Regions from separate parts of the Mus musculus genome. Here all the other regions are linked to region 1. Evidence: chromatin contacts called from public promoter capture Hi-C data. All regions are on one chromosome and are shown on one strand. Each heading gives the region's core, a stretch centred on a gene start, on an enhancer-like site or on the middle of the called end of the contact. The rest is flanking DNA. Distances are from core to core; before and after follow the strand shown.

Region 1 (2,708 bases), core at 194-2,693:
CTTATGGCCTATGTTATTAAAAAACAACAAAACAACAACAACAAAACAAACAAAGCAACTGTAGTTGTGGGTGGCTGTAAGCCACAATGAGGGTGCTGGGAACTGAACCCATATCCTCTGGAAGAGCAGCCAGTTATCTTAACTCCCGAGCCATCTCTCTAGCCCCCATGCTCTCATTTCTAGACCAACCACTGCAGTACACAACCAAGGAACCAAGGATGTAGCTCACTGAAGCCTCCGCAGTGTTTTTAAGAGTCAAGCATCTTTCTCTGGTGATAAGGATGGCAGCAAATTTCCAGGCTCAAATAATTCTCCTGCCTTGACATATGGAGTAGCTGGGACAAAAGGTGTCTGTCACTGTGCCTGGCACATCAAATGTCCTCAGAGTCTGATCAGCTGAAGCTAGAATCAGAATTACCAGGGACCTTGACTCTGGGTATCTGAGGTTTCACTTGGGAACCTGCCACTGCAGTATCAGTCAGGGTATGGCATCTGTATCCTGGGACTCAGCTCTGGTCGCTGTTATCCAGTTAACTTGCTGACTGCTGGGGGAAAGCTGTTTCTGTCTTTGGATTCTCATGTTTGGTTCAGATGTTCCAAGCCGTAGTGTCAGCACTGTGTCTTCCTGAGGTGAGAGCACCCAGCTTGGTGCTGGTCCTCACTGCTCTGGCATTTGCGGACTGGATTGTATTTCTGCCTGCTGGGATCCTAACACTGCCACAGAAGCCACAGAAGGGAGCAAGCAAGCAGTTGTAGGCCAGCTTGGCCGTGTATGACCCTGGGGGAGCGGGAGGGAAGGATCTGCAATAGTAAACAGTATATAATGAACTTCCTTGAAGCCCACTCACCACTTAAGACCTTCACTAGATCTGGAGGTCCTGAGTTCTAGGCTTTCTTCTGACTCAAGCTTACATTTTATATTTTTACATTTATTTACTTGCTTGGTGTGTGTGTGTGTGTGTACATCAAAGTACCACAACTTGCATGTAGAAGTCAGAGGACAGTTTTCAGGAGTTGGTTCTCTCCTTCCACCATGAGGGTCCCTCACAAAGTCCTTTAGAGTGGGGCATCCTGGGCACGAAACAAAATGCCTTGTATGTACTGATTGGATGATGAATACAGCAAGATAGGAGAACACAACCTCAGTGAAGATGTTGAGATAACAGTGGATCCATAAAAGAGAGGACCTCACTCCCAAGGGACAGCCACAGAACTTAGGGCAAACCTCAGGTGTGGCTGAGGATAGACAGATGCCCGGTGAACGACCCAGGGCAAAAAGGGCACTGCAGAGTCCCAATGGGCACCTAGCTGCCAGCTCTATGCTGGCGGGCCTCAAGCTCCCCAGCAGTTGCCACACACGCTGGGTTGCACTAGACCTCCGTGCCCCGCGAGGGCGCTCCAGATAAGTCCTCCAGAGCACTCGCCCTCAGCCGTGGTCGCTCTAGCCGTGCGGCGGCGGCGCGGGGCGTGTCGGGAAAGCGGCGGGCTGGTGCGATCCTTAGCGGCGGCAGCGGCTGCGGCAGCGGGAGCCATGGTGGGTGGCGAGGCCAGCGCCGCGGTGGAGAAGCTAGTTTCCGGCGTGCGGCAGGCCGCCGACTTCGCCGAGCAGTTTCGTTCCTACTCGGAGAGCGAGAAGCAATGGAAAGCGCGCATGGAGTTCATCCTGCGCCACCTGCCTGACTACCGAGACCCACCCGACGGCGGCGGCCGCCTGGACCAGCTGCTGTCCTTATCCATGGTCTGGGCCAACCACCTCTTCCTGGGTTGCAGGTGCGGACCCCCGACAGCTGGCTGACCTTGTCCCCATCAGTCGATCCTCAGCTTGGGCATATACACTGCTCCACGCTGAACCTGGCGCCAGCCTCCTACTGATCCCCTCTTAGCATTCCCTCGGGAAAAAAATCTCTCCTCTGAGCCTCGCTTTTCTCTTGTGAATGAGTGGTTGGGATGACTACAGCAGCTGAATGATAGGGCGTGCAGTGCAGGTGTGCTCCAAGGCGGCCGAATTGCAATGGTCATTGTTATTACTGTTTATTAGCCCAGAGGACTTCCTTTCCAGAGTGTGTTTGAAGTCTATTAGCTCCTGTCGCCCACGTGACAAAAGTGCAGACTCTTCCTCTAGATGAAGACACCTAGCAAGAGGATGTGATGTATCTCACCATTGGTGGGTTTCACGCTAAGGCAGGATGTAATCTTTTCTCCCCTTTCTCTTCTTGGCTTCCCTCTTAGGAAAGTAACCCATGCTATCTTGTTGCTGTCCTAACTCCCCGCCCTCCCCAGTCTTTGTGATCACACCTGGAAGGCAAGAGCCTGGCCTTGAGATATTCCACCTGGAAATGACACCAGGTTTTTATACTCCCTTGTGATTTTTAATTTTTTTTTAAAGATTTATTTATTTATTATATGTAAGTACACTGTAGCTGTCTTCAGACACTCCAGAAGAGGGAGTCAGATCTTGTTACGGATGGTTGTGAGCCACCATGTGGTTGCTGGGATTTGAACTCCGGACCTTCGGAAGAACAGTCGGGTGCTCTTACCCGCTGAGCCATCTCTCCAGCCCGTGATTTTTAATTTTTGAGGCAGTCTTCCCTTATAACTGAGACTGGCCTCCAGTTTACTGTGTAGCCCAGGCAATCCTAGAACTTGATCCACCTAGGCAACCACGTCCTGAGAGGCATGCATGGCCAGGCTCTTCCAGGCTTCTAGAG
Region 2 (2,700 bases), core at 135-2,634, 68 kb after region 1:
CTGAAAACCTATAAGGCATTTCCATTGTGACATTTAGAGCTATAGTCTTGTTTTGGCAGTCCCAAGACTACTTGTGTGTGTCGCAATCTACTTTGCAGAACCAGAGCTGTTATTGACCAGGAAGGCCATTAAGGAAAGCCTTTTAGTTCATTTTAAGTCAAAAGATTCTTTAAGCTTGTGCATTTAAGAGATATACTCATGTCTGGGAAATCTGCATAGCATACCATTTGCAAATCTGTTGGCTCATTGGGTGAGATAGGGGTCTTGGGTTTGCAGAAAGCTTCGATGTGCCACTGTTTATCCTGCTATTCCATGAGAAGCCCAGAAACCCGAACCACATATGCGTGCAGGGGGAAAATGAATCAAAGCAGTTCTCTCAGATGCTTATGTGATGTGGTATTCCTGAAAAGGTAGCCTTGAAAAGAGTAACAGAAACCAATTGTAGTTATTAGAAGCAACCAGGAGCTGTCAGTGTTGCTTAGAGCTTATCTGTACTCCATTCAGAAGCTCTCGTGCATAGCTGAGACTGAGACAACACTAGTCTGAACACATCTTGGTGAGTTAACATCAGAATTAAGAAAATGCTTGAGCTGGTGAGATGATTCAGTGCATAAGGATGCTGCCAGGTGGAAGACCCAAGGTCTAGCTCTAGAACGCACATAACAGGAAGAAAGAATGAACCCGGCCTCTCCAGTTGGCCCCGACCTTTACAGAAACATCATGCACACACAAATTAAATCCATGTCAAAATTTCCTTAGCCATGTATAGTTTCACATGCTTTTAACACCCACACTTGAGGGGCAGAGGCAGGTGAGTCACTGTGAGTTCAAGAACAGTCTGGTTGACATAGTGAATCCCAGGCCAGCCAGAGCCTCAGCGTGAGACCTTATCTCAAAATCTAGTCTTCTAAATTTTCAGTCTGTAGTTTATTTTTAGTTTGAGAAAATATAACATACTTTTCAAAACATGGGGTAGGAGCTAGGAGTGTAGCACCTAGTGCTTGCCTAGTATGGTCTCCAGCACCCCAAGACAAACAAAAATCTGAAGACAGGGAATAACAACTTACTTGTTCTCATTTTAGCTCTTCCGTTGCTTGGTTTTTAAATTACTTCATCAAATCCAAGCACTTCCTAGATATGTATCCAACTCTTTGGGGTCTTTGTTAGCAATACATTGACATATGAAGGTACACACTGAAGGGGCTCTTTGACCAGACAGAACCCTGTGTGACTGTGAATGAGTGGCCTGATCAAGAGAGGAGAGAGCCTACAGGAAGAGGAGGCCACAGGTAAGTAGCTTTGTTTGATAAGGAGTCCTCTGCCACCAGTCGCCCAGTGCCTTTATGAAGCAACCCCTGCAGTAAAATACAGGTATTTCATCTCATCCCGAGTTCCCTTAGCAGTGACTCACCACTTCCTGTTTGTTTTTAGAACACAAGAAATGCTTCAGCTAAAGAGAGAGGAACCTGTTAGCTGTAGGTTAGAAAATGTGGCAGATGGAAATTCAGGGGATCCCAGAATCGTGTGTGGTTAAAACAACTCTTTCTTTTTGCCAATGTTACATGCACAGAAATGCTGACCAGCAGCGAAGCCTAGGTAGCTGGGTGTAGTCTCCTAGTTTTGCTTTTAAATTTATAATACTGCTCTTGTTTTCTTAATTTGAACATTAAGTTCACAAATGCCTGTTAATAGAACTATATTTCAGCCGGTGGTGGTGACGAACACCTTTAATCCCAGCACTTGGGAGGCAGAGGCAGGCGGATTTCTGAGTTCGAGGCCAGCCTGGTCTACAAAGTGAGTTCCAGGACAGCCAGGGCAATGCAGAGAAACCCTGTCTCAAAAACAAAACAAAAAACAAAAAACAAAAAAACCCTATATTTCACATTAGGTCATGCAACTTTATTTAATCATCTGTTATTTCCAGCATGTTGATTAGTCTTCGTTCCTGAGTTTGGTTTAGAGCTTTATAATTATAGAAGGGAAAGTTACTAAATATGTAACAGAGAGTTCCAGTGTAAATATGTAATACAGAGACTCACAATGTAAATATGTAATAAAGAGCATCCTAATCTAAGTGTGAAATACAGAGAGTCCAAATTTAAACATATAACAGAGTCCCAAGGTGAATCTGTAATCCAGAGAGTTCCAATGAAGATATGTAGTACGTAACATCCTGATGTAAGTATGTAGCACAGAGGGGGCTAGAGAGATGGCTCAGTGGTTAAGAGCACTGACTGCTCTGCCAGAGGTCCTGAGTTCAATTCCCAGCAACCACATGGTGGCTCACAGCCATCTGTAATGGGATCTGATGTCCTTTTCTGGTGTGTCTGAAGGCAGTGACAGTGTACTCATATACATAAAATAAACTAAAAAATAACATAGTAACATAGAGAGTCCCAATGTAAATATATAATACACAGAGTCTCAATGTAAATATGTAACACAGTGTCCCAATGTCTAGGTACCCAAAGATTCTGAAAGCAAAGAAGATAAGCATGAGCAGGTGCTGGGCTCCACGTCAAACATGTGGCAGACACTGGGTCTTGTCCTGTGTAGTGTGGTTTAACGGTGGGACTTAGGCTGAGCAGTGCGACATTGAGTAGATCACCTATAGTGTAAAATTAGTACAGTCATGGCTTTGACAGCAGATACTTACATTTCTTATCCCTGGTTCTTACTGGCTTGGTTTTTAATTTTAGG
Region 3 (2,700 bases), core at 182-2,681, 98 kb after region 1:
TCCCCTGGAACTGGAGTGAACAGCCATGTGGGTGCTGGGTCCTCTGGACAAGCAGTCGGTGCTCTAACTGCTGAGTGACCTCTCCTGCCCTTTACAGGTTATTTTCATAGTGAAGCACCCATCTACCAGAACAGGTTATGTCTGGACTCTGAAGCATCGGCTGCTTTTCCCTCCTTTTCTTTTGATTTTAAACACATTCGTGGAGTTTTAACTACCCCAAAGCTTTTCTAAAGCTTGTGCTAATATCACATACACTTCTAAAATTCAATGCTGCTGTGTAATACTTGGGTGTCAGGAGCCATGTGGCTAGCACAGCTCTGCTGCTTTCTGCATGTGTTGGAGCATCAGAGGGACTGTGAATTATACTGAGAAGGGAGCAGAGCCAAGCAGGTTGGTGCATACCATTAATCCCAGCACTTGGTAGGCAGAGGTAGGCAGATCTCTATAAGTTAGAGGCCAGCTTGGTTTACAGAATGAGTTCCAGGACAGCCAGGGCTACATAGTGAAACCATGGTTTCAAAAAAACAAAACAACCAAAAAAAAAAAAAAAAAAAAACACCAACAAACAACAACCAAAACAAAAATCCCAAAATCTTGTAATTTCTTTCTTTCTTTCTTTCTTTCTTTCTTTCTTTCTTTCTTTCTTTCTTTCTTTTTTTTTTTTTTGGTTTTTTGAGACAGGGTTTCTCTGTGTAGCCCTGGCTGTCCTGGAACTTACTTTGTAGACCAGGCTGGCCTCGAACTCAGAAATCCACCTGCCTCTGCCTCCCAAGTGCTGGGATTAAAGGTGTGCGCCACCACTGCCCGGCTTTGTAATTTCTAAGTTTTCTAATTTTTCTTTGTCACCTTTTGAGTAGTGACTGTCTCTACTGTTCTCTACACCTTAATGTCTGCCCTACTTTTATTATTTTTTTCTACTCTGTTTTAATATCCTCTCCCCTACCACATGCAAAGTCTTACTTTTATAGCCTAGACTGGCTTTTAATTCAGTGTGTAGCCCAGGTTGTTGTAGTAAATTTCCAACCCCAATAAGCCCATGCAAAAACCACACAACTCAGTTATTATATGTATAACCTGTAGGCCTAGGTTGGGCAAATCTACTATTACACTAATCTGTTTGCAGCTATGAGATCCCTTGTTATTTGTAGCTTCTCTAGGCCATGTGGTTCTGCTCCATCTTTCTTCTGTTTCTTTTCCCTTCCTCTCTTCTCTAAAACCTCCAGCCCCACCTTTCCCTTCTACTGCCCAGTCACAGGCTCTAGCCTTTATTTGACCAGTTAGACTGGGGAGATGCTTATGTGGGGTCACCTCAGTAATCCACTCCTCCAGGGAGCCCCTCTTGAAGAAGCAGAATTAACATCAGAATACAAACGGCACCAGAGCAACCCACACCACCAGGCTAGCCTCAAGCTGCCGAGCCTAACTGCGGAAATCAAAGGTACACAGAGCCTCACTTAACCGCTTCTGCTTATTTCTACCGTAGTTCACTGAATAACAGCTCATGTGCATTTCTGTTAATAAGAAGCATGTTGATGCCACAAATTTGCCTCTAGGAACAACTTTAGCTTTATCAGACAAGGTTTAATACATATCCTTTTCATTATTGGTGAGAGTATATTGTAGTTTCTACTCCAGTGACTTCTCTGCACTGTGTGTTATTTGTAGATGCACATTTCTTAACTTATAGCCACACGGGAGCATTTGAAGTTGATAGTGTAATTAGAGGATGGTCAGAGACTCTGCTCAGTAGTATTTTGCTCCTTTAAAATGTATTTAATTTGGTTTAAATAGCAGCATACAGTAAGTGTTTGAACTTGAAAAACACATGCATTCTGTAGTTGCTGTGTGCAGTATCCATTAGGTCAAGAGTGGACTTGCCTCCTTCTGGTCTGCATATCATTTTTTGACCATTTGACATGTGCATAGTCTAACAGTTTTGAGGGGTAATTGTTAAAAATTTCCAAGTATGATTTGTAGTGAGAGCTCTGGAGTTTTGGTCTCTTTAAACACAGTACTATAAGAATCTGCTTTCATTCTAATCACAGGTGTAGGGATGTAGGGCTGCTTTAGACTGTCCACAGCAGCTGACTAGGAGTTGCCTCATGCGCTAGCAGATAGTCAGCTGTAGGTTGTTTCTGCGATTGTGTGACATAAGGAATTCTGGGAACTTTTCAGAGGCTACATAAATGCTAGGGCCCCCAAGGCAGTATTGGAGGTTGTTGGTCATTCAGATTGCAGTTTGTTAGTAGTCAAAGAAGAAACAAGAAGAACTAGATTCAGGAGTCAATCTCCCCCTCCCCCCTCCCCCTCCCCCTCCCTCTCTCCCTCTCCCTCCTCCCCCTCCCTCTCTCCCTCTCCCCTCCCCTCCCCTCTCCCTCTCTCCTGTATTCTTTCTCTTCTATCTAGTGATAAGGATGAAACCAGGGGAATAGAGTGGAAAAAGAAGAACCCATGAAGTAGCTAAATCCAGATATAATAATTGTGGATTTGTCTGTTTAATTTTTTCACATTTTTAAGTTTTAATGTTGTGTCTATATAAATAGAGGCCCAAGACAGCTTTTCGGCGTTGTTCGTCTCCTTCCCCAATGTGGCTCCTGGGGCTTGAACTAAGGTCACTAGGCTCAGGCTTTATCCACTGGTCCATCCTGCTGTCCGGTTCTTTTAAAGCATCGTCGAGGCATTTCATATTAGGTTCGTAGA

Evidence for each region. Promoter capture Hi-C pulls out the DNA fragments that hold promoters and counts their contacts.
Region 2: a contact with region 1 is called in a promoter capture Hi-C map of the HPC-7 cell line. The contact joins the enhancer-like site here to the promoter of Cdkn2aipnl in region 1. A contact is called at or near these places in 6 of 39 promoter capture datasets (the C10 cell line, the HPC-7 cell line, hematopoietic stem and progenitor cells and 2 more), 3 of 484 Hi-C or Micro-C datasets (the N1E-115 cell line, embryonic stem cells and pro-B cells), 3 of 115 datasets of contacts at active chromatin or transcription factors (CD8 T cells, the SCID.adh cell line and embryonic stem cells) and 3 of 9 other capture datasets (adipose tissue, liver and pancreatic islet).
Region 3: a promoter capture Hi-C map of the HPC-7 cell line shows a contact between it and region 1. The contact joins the enhancer-like site here to the promoter of Cdkn2aipnl in region 1. A contact is called at or near these places in 4 of 39 promoter capture datasets (the C10 cell line, the HPC-7 cell line, cranial neural crest and 1 more), 3 of 484 Hi-C or Micro-C datasets (B cells, the HL-1 cell line and the N1E-115 cell line), 3 of 115 datasets of contacts at active chromatin or transcription factors (CD8 T cells, embryonic stem cells and pancreatic cancer cells) and 1 of 9 other capture datasets (pancreatic islet).

The regions. Positions count from the first base shown.
Region 1 is chr11:51,966,188-51,968,895 of GRCm38.p6, forward strand. Cdkn2aipnl (CDKN2A interacting protein N-terminal like) reads left to right here and starts at 1,444. Exons shown (of 3, transcript NM_029976.3): 1 at 1,444-1,770. The coding sequence starts at 1,532.
Region 2 is chr11:52,034,732-52,037,431 of GRCm38.p6, forward strand. The region is part of intron 12 of Cdkl3 (cyclin-dependent kinase-like 3); the gene reads left to right. Among named protein-coding and RNA genes, the nearest start is that of Cdkl3, 32 kb to the left of the region's middle. Within about 2 kb of position 1,385, at least 51 of the 459 cell types and tissues checked have an H3K27ac peak or open chromatin away from gene starts, as enhancers often do. A contact at or near this core is called in CD8 T cells, the HPC-7 cell line, the N1E-115 cell line and 3 more, where this site is marked.
Region 3 is chr11:52,064,585-52,067,284 of GRCm38.p6, forward strand. All of the region lies in intron 13 of Cdkl3 (cyclin-dependent kinase-like 3), which reads left to right. Among named protein-coding and RNA genes, the nearest start is that of Ppp2ca, 33 kb to the right of the region's middle. Within about 2 kb of position 1,432, at least 83 of the 459 cell types and tissues checked have an H3K27ac peak or open chromatin away from gene starts, as enhancers often do. A contact at or near this core is called in B cells, CD8 T cells, the HPC-7 cell line and 1 more, where this site is marked.